Regions from separate parts of the Arachis hypogaea genome. Here region 2 is linked to region 1. A link is a contact called in public Hi-C data. All regions are on one chromosome and are shown on one strand. Each heading gives the region's core, a stretch centred on a gene start, on an enhancer-like site or on the middle of the called end of the contact. The rest is flanking DNA. Distances are from core to core; before and after follow the strand shown. Region 1 overlaps LOC112775992 (protein NRT1/ PTR FAMILY 5.2). Region 2 holds the start of LOC112777102 (disease resistance-like protein DSC1).

The links. Hi-C and Micro-C count contacts between places; a contact is called where the count stands out from the background.
Region 2: a Hi-C map of an unstated tissue shows a contact between it and region 1, with 10 times the contacts expected there. The contact joins the promoter of LOC112777102 here to the enhancer-like site in region 1. A contact is called at or near these places in 2 of 8 Hi-C or Micro-C datasets (leaf and an unstated tissue).

What each region holds. Positions count from the first base shown.
Region 1 is chr19:124,976,367-124,982,006 of arahy.Tifrunner.gnm2.J5K5, forward strand. It overlaps LOC112775992 (protein NRT1/ PTR FAMILY 5.2), which reads left to right. Exons shown (of 4, transcript XM_025819935.3): 3 at 354-919; 4 at 1,513-2,729. The coding sequence ends at 2,398. Among protein-coding and RNA genes, the nearest start is that of LOC112775992, 9.2 kb to the left of the region's middle. Within about 2 kb of position 2,910, at least 2 of the 3 cell types and tissues checked have open chromatin away from gene starts, as enhancers often do.
Region 2 is chr19:125,116,802-125,122,835 of arahy.Tifrunner.gnm2.J5K5, forward strand. It overlaps LOC112777102 (disease resistance-like protein DSC1), which reads left to right and starts at 1,282. Exons shown (of 4, transcript XM_025821385.3): 1 at 1,282-1,891; 2 at 3,732-4,839; 3 at 4,934-5,233; 4 at 5,325-6,034. The coding sequence starts at 1,386.

The sequences.
Region 1 (5,640 bases), core at 1,660-4,159:
AAGTTAAAAGAAAAAGTATTGCTTCAACAGGCATATATTAAATATAAAATTATTCATATATTTTTATTCAACACCGTAAATTTTTGAAAGGGAAATGATCTGTGACAATTATTGAATACATTAAAGCCATATAAATCATATTTTAATGTTACTTTTTCTATTCAAGTTCATGATAAACATATTTGATTACCTTTTGGACATAAAATTGATAATGATGCATCATGTTTACTGTTTAGCATCTAGAAACATTAAACATATTTATACATCAAATACTTTTGATATCCATATAACAATAGTGTTATTATTAACCATATATGTTAATTAATGTATGTTTTGCATTGCATTGGTGGCAGGGCATGTGTCTGCTAACACTAGCAGTTTCCCTTCCAAGCCTAAAACCGCCACAATGCTTTGACAAAGACATAACAAAATGTGGCAAAGCGTCCACACTCCAACTAGCAGTGTTCTATGGTGCACTCTACACTCTAGCAGTTGGAACAGGTGGAACAAAGCCCAACATCTCCACCATTGGTGCTGACCAATTTGATGACTTTCATCCAAAGGAGAAGCTCCACAAGCTATCCTTCTTCAACTGGTGGATGTTCAGCATCTTCTTTGGGACACTCTTTGCAAACACTGTGTTGGTCTATATTCAAGACAACGTGGGTTGGAGCCTTGGTTATGCACTTCCAACACTTGGCCTTTTAGTTTCAATCATGATATTCTTGTCAGGGACTCCCTTTTATAGGCACAAGGTGCCTGCAGGGAGTACCTTCACTAGAATGGCTAGGGTCATAGTTGCTGCTTTCAGGAAATGGAATGTGCCTATTCCTAAAGATACTAAAGAATTCTATGAACTTGATGTCGAGGACTATGCAAAGAAAGGGACTTATCGGATTGATTCCACCCCAAATTTGAGGTACAATATTTTCTACCCTACTTTCTGTGTTACTATTTTGTCTTGTATATTCGTATATTAAATCATCTTTTACAAGAAACGAAACTAAATAATTATATCAGTGACTATTTTCACGATTTGAATGTGTGACTTTGAGCTCACATAGAGACAACTCAATCGTTACTCCAAAACTCCTCTTTAAGAAATGAAACTAAATGTATTTGAATTTTTTATTAATCCAACACTAAAACTGCATTTAAATTGTTAAGACACGAGGAAAATATAAAAATAAAGGGATAAAAAAAATTATTTTTTTTGTCTCTACTTTTTAAACTAACATAGAATACAAAATATATTTATTAATGCATTGTTTAATTCTTGTCTCAAGTTACAAAAACATCTTTGTGCCATTCTGTTACGTACTTGTGTCTTATAACATATGCGAATGCTGTGTCTAAAACAGAAAAATACATACAAATGTAGCCAAAATATTGTTTTAGACAAAACTGAAATTTTTTATATGTTTGAGTAAAAGTTAATATAAGAGTAACACATGTTTTTCTATACATGCAATTCTGATGTGCTTACAAAATAAATAATGTATGTAAATGAAGGTTCCTTGACAAGGCTTGTGTGAAAACAAGTTCAACCAACAATCCATGGAAGCTATGCACTGTGACACAAGTAGAAGAAACAAAGCAAATGCTAAAGATGGTTCCAATTTTGATGGCAACGTTTGTTCCAAGCACAATGATGGCTCAGGTAAACACATTGTTTGTGAAGCAAGGAACCACCCTTGACAGACACATCGGAAGCTTCAAGATTCCCCCGGCGAGCTTAGGCGCATTCGTGACGATCTCCTTGCTCACCTGCATCGTCCTCTACGACCGTGTCTTCGTGCGGATCATAAGAAGGTTCACCAAGAACCCAAGAGGGATCAGGCTCCTTCAAAGAATGGGAATTGGCATTGTTTTACACATCTTGGTCATGACCGTTGCATCAATCACTGAGAATTATAGGCTTAAGGTTGCAAGAAATCATGGTGTTGTAGAAAGTGGTGCACAGGTTCCTTTAAGCATATTCATTTTGCTTCCACAGTTCATACTCATGGGAACCGCCGACGCCTTCTTGGAGGTTGCAAAAATCGAGTTCTTCTACGATCAGGCACCGGAAAACATGAAGAGCCTTGGGACTGCATATTCCTCTGTTACATTAGGAGTTGGGAATTTCATAAGCTCTTTCCTTTTATCAACCGTGGCACGGCTTACTCAGGAACATGGTCATAGAGGGTGGATATTGAACAACTTGAATGAGTCACATCTTGATTACTACTATGCATTTTTTGCATTGCTGAATTTCCTCAACTTTATTTTCTTCCTATTTGTTTCAAGGTTCTATGTGTACAGAGCAGAGGTTTCTGATTCCATACAAGTGCTTGCAAAGGAGTTGGAGGAGAAGAAAGTGACTGTGTCTAATAACTATGTGAATCCCAAAGACTAATAGAGTAGATAAAATTGGTATACAACTTTGCGAATTGGAAGCCAATTCAAAAGAAAATATGGTTAAATGTTATATAGTTCTTGAGGGTTTAGTGTGTGTGATGATTTCTCTCCTTATTCTGTAAAGTGTTTGAGAAATATGAAATATCTCAGGCTGATATAAAAGAAGAACAAGGACAAGATTCAGAGAAAAAGGGATGTGTAATGTGTTTGACACTTTTTTCAGTTTTAATCCCTTTTTCTTTCTTTTTTTAGAAATCGTAGGTTTTTTTAACCAATAACTTGTAAAATAAAATGTTGAAGAAAAGAATCTATAAGGTTAGATTTTGTCATTTTGAATTCTGTTACATTTGCTATGACATGAAAGCATTTTATTTTATCTTTTTGGGGTTAACAGAAAATCAACAATCTAGTCTTTCGGATCGAAGCTTTTTGGGTCAACAGCATTGTGGTTTGCGGCACTTGGGTTTGGTCAATGCATTGGGGAATTTAGGGGAGAGGCACTTCCAATAAATTTGTTGAAAGAAGCAGAACAGAGAATGAAAGGCGGTTTCGAATAAATTTGTTGAAAGAAGCAGAACAGATCATGGAAGGTGGCCCAATTAATCTCAGCCCAAGTCTAGAAATACACTATTTTCTAGCCCAAAAATGGAAAAAGAAACATTAGCATTTTGAAGGGTTCTGACAAAAAAAAAAAAAAAAAGAAGGGTTGTTCACTTCCACCAGAAGGCAAAGATATGACAACCTAAACAAGATTTTAGTGAGGGTCATGGAAGAAATGAACAGAAGGCTAATCTCCGAGGTCTCACAAGAGGAAATCAGGAAAGTAATTTTTAGTTTTCGGGATTTTAAAGCCCCTGGACCAATTCGGTTAAATGAGTTATTCTATCAAAAATATTGAGAGGTAATTAAAAAAGAAATATGTGCAGTCGTCAAAGGGCTTTTTTAAAAGCGGGCATTTGTCGAAATTCATTAGTAAAATTTAGGGGTGGTAAATGGGAAAGTTCGTCCTACTCCCATTTTGCTAAAAGCCTGCTATATGGCGGGCTGGCCCGTCCTGCCCCGCCTAGTGAGGCGATCTTGAATTTTTTCCTCGTCCCGCCTAACGGCGGGTTGACGAGTTAACGAGTCAAATCTGCCAAATCTTTTTTTTTATAAACCATTAAATATTAAAAATATATATAATTTTATAATATTTTAATAAATTTATAATTTCTAAAGATATTATAATTTTTAAATTCACAAATATTAAAGTCTTTATAATTATAAGGGTAAAGTATACTTTTTGTCCCTAAAGTTTGACAAAAATTTCAAAAATACCCTTAAGTTTTATTTTGTTTCAATTTTGTCCCAAAAGTTTTCAATTTGCATCAAATATACCCCCGACGGCTAAATTTTTAAAAAATTTAAGACCAATCTAACAATAATGCATGAAAATGATTTTGATTTGCTTGCGTTGAGGATTATTCTTATAAAATTGTTGTTGAATTGGTCTTAAATTTTTTGAAAAATTAGCCATTAAGGATATATTTGATGCAAATCGAAAACTTTTGGGACAAAATTGAAACAAAATAAAACTTAGGGGTATTTTTGAAATTTTTGTCAAACTTCAAGGACAAAAAGTATACTTTACCCTAATTATAAATATGTAATAGACTTAATCATAAACCAAATTTTTTGAAACAAAATAATAAAACTAACATTGTCCAAAGCAAAACAAACATTGTCTAAAACATATAATTAAACATCTTCAAGTTTATAATCAATCAAACATAAAACATAATCCAAAATATAGTTTAGATCATCTTCAATTATCATCTTCATCTTCTTGTAGATAAATAATATTATAGAAATTTGTAAAAAAAGGTCCTGACGGATTATGCGGTGCGGGTTAGACAGGCTTTTAAGTTTGGCGGTTTCAAATTTTTAACCCAATTCGCATTTTTTGGCAGGTTACGTGGGTTGGTCCGACGGATCTCGACCCGTTTGCCACCCTTAGTAAAACTACAATGGTCTTGATTCCTAAAATAAAGAATTTGGAAGGACTTAATCAATTAAAACCTTTTAGCTGTTATAATTTTATATACAAGATTAAATCAAGGGTCTTAGTGCTAAGACTGAAGGATCTAATGGAGGATATAGTTTCACCAATTCAAAGTGCATTTTGTAGGAGGAAGATTAATTTAAGATAATGTGGTAATCGTATAAAAAAGTATATCATAGCCTGAATAAGAAGGAAAGAAAATATGAGAACATGGCAATCATGCTAGACACGAATAAGATGTATGATAGATTAGGATGAAATTTCCTTGAGAACGTACTAAAGTGCTTTGGATTTAATGAAAAAGGGTGAGATTGGTGATGGAGTGTGTTAGAAGTGCCAATTACAAATTCAAAGTCAATGGCGAGTTGTCCATGAAGATCAAGCCGTAAAGAGGCTTAAGACAAGGGGATTCACTATCTCCCTATTTTTTTTTATTTTGGCAGCTAAAGTATTTTACTATTTTGATGCTGGAAGCACAAAACGAAGGCAGTATCTCCAGATTAAAGATAGCTCCAACAACTTTGATAATTATTCATCTTTTGTTTGCAGATGAATGTATTATTTTTGCAAAAGGCAAAGAGAAAGATATTTATAGATTATTTAAGTGCTGAATGAATACACAGAAGCATCTGGACAAAGAATAAATCTGAATAAGTCAGGTGTCACCTTTGAAAGCTAAGTGTCAATTTAAAAAAAGGCTAACATTAAAGAGATACTAGGCATGGCAACATAGAAAACAACTAGAAAGTATCTTGGACTTCCAGCTATTTAGGAAAAATCTCAAAGTAGAGCTCTAATATGGATTGAAGAGAGAATAATGAATAAATTGAAAAGATGGAAGGAGAAGCTATTAAACTAATCAAGTAAGAAAACCTTGATCAAAGCAGTAATATAAGCAGTACCATCATATGCTATGAACATCATAAAAATTTCAAAACAGTTCTACAAGAGAATATGCACAAAAGTAGCACGGTTCTGGTGGAAAACGTCAGAAAGGGACTAAGATATCCATCGAAAAAAGTGAGAATTCATTATAAAGATTAAGCTTGACGGGGGATTGGGATTTAAGGATCTGAGAATACATTACACTGTCCATCTTGCAAAACAAGCTTGGAAAGCCATCAAAAACCCAAATTCAATTTGGATTTAGATTCTTAAATCAATATACTTTTCGAAAGGCAATTTTTGGATAGAAAAAA
Region 2 (6,034 bases), core at 32-2,531, 140 kb after region 1:
TCCTCAGTCGTCTCCTACTGATGTGTTTTGTGATAACCGCAGTGCTATTCAGATTGCCCATAATGATGTGTTTCATGAACGCACCAAACACATTGAGATTGATTGTCACTTTGTTCGACAACGTATCCTTATTGATACTGTTCGTCTCATTGCCGTTGGGACACTGGATCAGACTGCTGATATCTTCACGAAAGCTCATCACCCGACTCGCTTTCGGACTTTGTTATCCAAACTCAAGTTGGTATCCTTAGCTCCCACTTGAGTTTGAGGGGGAATGTTAGAGAATCATTAGCATCAATTAGGATCAATTAGTATCGTCTATATTTATGTAGTATATCTGTATATTAATTATAGGATTCTATGCCTTTATTACTCTGATTCATTTAGCAGCTATAAATACCTCTTGTATATTGTACTTTCTATCACAACTCAATAATACACTTTTCATATTATTCTCTCAGTCTCTTGTTTCTAACAGTAATATCAAAAAACTTTATTAGTTAAATTGAGATGGTAGAGTAGTTAACATACTTTAGATTTTTATATTCTAGAATTTAATTTTGTTTTTGAAATTTTTTCGCTCGCTTCAAAAATGACCAAATAAATATTGACTCTAATATATATTTTTATTTCTTAAATACTTATATGATTTAGTAAACATTTATTCAAAAGACATGTAATAAGATTAGTTTCTAAATTTTTGTTTTTAATAAATACAAAACAAATATATTAAAAATTTAATTTTTTTTGTATTTTTAATATTTTTTAATTTATAATCTTAATATTTATTTTGAAAGTACAAGTTAGCTAAACCAATACTTTACAATTTACAGTTTTAACTATAGTGTCTATTAAAATTAATCACTAAAATTAATAATTAATATAAAATATATATTAAAAATAAAAATAATTGATTTTAGTATGGAAGTTGCATTTTTGTAAGGATTTTAAATTATTATTATTATTATTATTATGATTTTGTCTTAAGGGGTTTTAGTTTGTTACGAGTGGAGATAAAACAGATTGATGATTGATCCATTTGTCACTCCTAGAAATTACGATTTACGATTCCCCAAAGTCTTTAATTTAATCAAATAAATCGTTTATTTATAATGAATCTTTATTCCGAATAAATTCGCCGCGTCATGTCCCATATATGATATATCATTCTCTCACGTTCTACTTGTGGTTAAATAAGGGGTCCCATTATCATGTTAAAATATTTGTCCCCCCCGCGTTAGAGTCTCTTTATATAAACGCATATATCCTAAACCCTTATTCATGCTCCTCCATCGTTCAAGAGTGTATTAATTAGTTCGTTCATTTCTCTCTACACTTTCTTGACTGTATCCACATTATTATAGACTAAGAGATTAATTATATTAATGGAGTTGTTTCCTTCTTCTCCAAAAAAATATGATGTTTTTGTGAGCTACAAAGGCGGGGACACCCAAATCAACTTCATTAATAACCTAAACTCAGCACTTACTCAAGCAGGCATTAAAATATACATTGATAGTTACCTCCGAACCGGAGATGCGATATGGCCGCCGCTTCGCGAAGCCATCCACAACTCCAGTGTAGCCTTTGTGATCTTCACAAAGGGCTACGCGTCTTCCAAATGGTGTTTGGAAGAACTTGGGAAGATACTCGAATGCCGAAGAACCGAGGGAATGGGGGTTATACCTCTGTTTTACAATGTTGATCCTTGTGATGTACGGAATCAGAGTGGAACATACGGAGAAGCATTTGCAAAACATGAACGGTGCTTGTTGTTGGATGAAAAAGACAACATCATCAACAAAGAAGATGTTCAGAAGAAACTGTCTCAATGGAAAGGTGCACTCACTGAAGCTGCTAATATATCTGGATGGTACACTCGAAGCAATAAGTGAGTACTAGTTAATTCTTGTGTAACAATAAATTTTGGAAGTTTCATTTTCATGCACCTACCATGCATTACATTATTTGTCATTCTTGTGTAATTTAGATAATTCACATGAAAATAGTTTTTGTATGCAAACTCTTCTTACGCTATAACATTTTAGCTTTTAAATTATTGTTTTTTTGTCACGTTTTAAATATGTAACCTAAAATAGAAAACGGAATAATAAAAATTGGAAAAGTATAGGTAACCAATAAGATTTTTGAACAATGTGTAAACAATGTGAATTAATAGGGTTAAAAGAATAAATTTAATTAGTAGCATTAAATTAGGGTGTAGTGTATTTTTATTTGATTGGTGGTTGTTTATGTTGTTTAAAAATTTCATTGTTCAAAAATTGAGTTTTTATTTTATACAATGTTATTCATTATAATTCTTCAATTTGTATAACTGTTTAAATATTGGATATGGAAGATTAATTAATTTGTAACAAAAATTTTTATTCTAATTAAAAAAATTAATTCTATTTGTTTTTCATTTCTTGATGTGAAAGGATATTAAAGGTTATGTTCCTTAGTCGTTATTATATATAAAATTAACAAACATATTTTATTAAAGCCCTTGCTTTTGCGCAAACTAATCAAAGGATATATGATAACTTTAAATTGAGTAATTCTAGTATGTCTAAATATCTTTGAAAAAGTTTATTCATTATTTATGCTTAGATCTTACTACTAAAATTTTGGCACAGATCTGAATAATTAATATTTGAGAAATGACGTACATTCGCCAAACACTATGCGATGAAGCAACTTCAAAAGTTCACTTACGAAGGAAAAAAAAAATCTGTGGTTTTTAATTTTTTTTATATATAGTTGTTCAACTGTTATTTCTCTTTATCAATATTATTTCTCCTTATCAATATTTTGCATATTTGTTGTCATTAATAAAAGAAAAAAATAATAGAGAAGGAACAGAGAATAAACTTACTTTTTCAGAACAGAACTTCAATGATATACAATATTTAAAAGGCGGCGAAGACTCACATGCAGTTAGTAATTATTATATGATTTAATAGATTTGACTAGATTATTATCTAATAATTTTCGACTATCAACTTTACATGAAAACAGCTGGATGAGAATTTTTTCACCCATTTAAAAATCGTAAAATAACACATAGAGTGCTGAGATATTATATTGTTTAGGCACTATACCTTTAGTTCCTTATAATTTCTTCAGTCTCATATATATAATTTGTTAAAAATGAAAAAATAGACAAAAATAAATTATTCGTATATTTTTAATAATTTCTATTTTATTAAATATTATTTTATAATTATTACATTTTTTACAAATAATTATTATTATTATATTTTCATTAGTTTTATTATTTATTTATAATTTAAATTTAATGAAGATATGTAAAACAAAAATAGTTAAGCATTCTTATACATTAAAATCTAATTAAGTCTGAAGACGCCACTTCTGTTATGGATTAGTTTATCTATTATTTTGATATATAAGGAAGTTAATATATAAACAAAAATTTATATTAATTACATTTGGTAATAGATAAACATAAAAAATCGTTTTTTAATGACTTCTATATATGTGTAGTGTCTAGAATCCAAATTTACTATTTAGTTTTAATTGATTATCTATATTTTAATTTTTTTTAAAAAAAAGAGTAATACTGTAATAGTAGTTTCGTGGCTAGAGTAATGTATAATTACTAATTAAGTATTGGTTTCTCCGCCAAAAGAAATTAAGTATTGGTTTATTTAATCTTTTCAGTGGAAATTAAAGTTAATTTAATCCTCCGTTTAATCTTGCTTTTTCACTAGGAACCAATCTCAAGTCATTGAGAAAATGGTCGGAGATGTATTGGAAATGCTGGAGTTAAGGTTCCCTAAGGAACTAAAATCCAAAGACCTTGTTCGATTTGACAAAATCCTCAAAGAGATGCAATTGTTGCTGTCAAAAAACAGAGGTAATTTGTTAGTTGGAAATGTTCAAGTAATCGGAATTTGCGGTATGAGCGGGATAGGTAAAACAACCATCGCAAAAATCCTTTTTTCCCAACACTTTCCCTTATATGACAGTGTTTGCTTCATAGAAAATGTGAAAGAAGCATCACAAAACATAGAATCTTTAAAAGAGAAGATGGTTTCTGAGCTTCTAAAGGATGAAAATCAAAACTCTAAAGAATCCACATTATTAATTGGAAAGAGGCTTAGTAACAAAAAGATTTTTGTTGTGCTTGATGATGTGGATAATTTAGAACAAGTAGAAGTATTGTGTGAAGAATTTAGATATGCAAGTCCAGAGAGTAAACTCATTATAACTACAAGAAATAAGGATTTGCTTAGGGGAATAATGGTTGATGAATATGATGTTTATGAGATTAAGACATGGAGCTTTGAAGAATCTCTAGAGCTTTTTTGCTCGAGTGCCTTCAAGAGCAAGCATCCGAAGAAAGGATACGAGGATATTGCGAAAAGGGCGGTTGATTATGCCGGTGGTGTTCCGTTGGCTTTGAAGGTTTTGGGTTCGAGTCTTGGTGATAGAAGCATTGAATTTTGGGAGAGGGAATTGGATAAGGTCGAGAACTATTCTTGTGACCGGATTCAAAAGGTGTTGCGAGTGAGCTATGAAGGACTACATGATATTGAGAAGAAAATATTTCTAGACATTGCATTCTTTTTCAAAGACGAGAGTAAAGATTTTGTGGAAAGGGTTTTGAATGCTTGCGGTTTCTATGCTACCGGTGGTTTGAAGGTCCTTGAAGATAAAGCTCTCATAACCATTTCAGATGGCAACAAAATAAAAATGCATGGTTTGGTGCAAGATTTGGCTTTGAGTATTGTTCGTGAAGGCATCGAAGATCATGGAAAACGTAGCCGGTTGAGGGACATTGCTGAAATTTCTAGTGTACTTGAATGCAAAAATAAGGTAATCAATTATCAGCATGGAATGATTTTAGTTAGAACTTAGAACTGTTACTAGTTAATGTGATATTAATTGTTCGCTTATTTTTCTTTGTCAGGGGAGTGATGCTGTTGAAGGTATAAAGTTAGATTTGTCACAAATTGACGATCTACACTTAAATGCTAACGCATTTAGCATCATGACTGAACTAAGATTTTTGAAATTGCATACTCCCTGTGGTAAGATTTCGGGTAACATGGACTATCCTATTGTCCTTAATCAATTTTCTTCCAAGTTGAGGTATCTTGAGTGGAACGGATACCGCTTAAAGTCTCTTCCAGAAAGTTTCTGTGCTACGAAGCTTGTTGAGATTCGAATGGTCCAGAGCCACATAACAGAACTTTGGCATGGGGTTAAGGTATAGTCATTTATTTCATAATTAATATACATTTAACATTTAAAATGACTCGGATCAACGATGTCTCTGATATATCGAATGTTTCTTGCAGAATCTTGTGAATTTAGAGGGAATTGATCTAAGTGAGTGCAAATATTTGGAGAATCTTCCAGATCTGTCCAAGGCATCTAAACTCAAATGGTTGAATCTTTCTGATTGTGAGAGCTTGGTTGAGCTTCATCCATCTGTTTTGTCTCTTGACACGCTTGAAACTTTGATCCTCAATGGCTGCAAGAAACTCAAGAGTTTAAAGAGCGAGAAGCATTTCAGATCTCTCAAGAAAGTCAGTGTGGAGGGATGCACCAGTCTGAAGGAGTTTGCGCTGTCCTCCGATAAGATGGAGAGCTTGGAACTGAAGAATGCAGGAATAGAACAACTGCACTCGTCGATAGGGCTTTCCAGCAACCTTAGATATCTGAATCTAGAAGGTTTGAGATTCCAGAATGTTCCAAATGAGTTATCATCCCTTACAAGCCTTGTGGAACTAAGAATTTCTGATTGCAAAGAACTAGTTCTTGAAAAACAGAAATTGCAAGCATTGTTTGATGGTCTAAGATCTCTAAGATTGCTGCATTTGAAGGATTGTTCAAACTTGCTTGAACTTCCTGAAAACATTAGCGTGTTGTCCAAGTTATGTGAGCTGAGACTAGACGGAAGCGGCGTAGAAACGTTGCCTGAAAGCATCAAGCATCTTTCGCTGCTCGAAATTCTTTCCTTAGAGAATTGCTTGAACCTCAGGCAACTGCCAGAGCTTCCAACAAC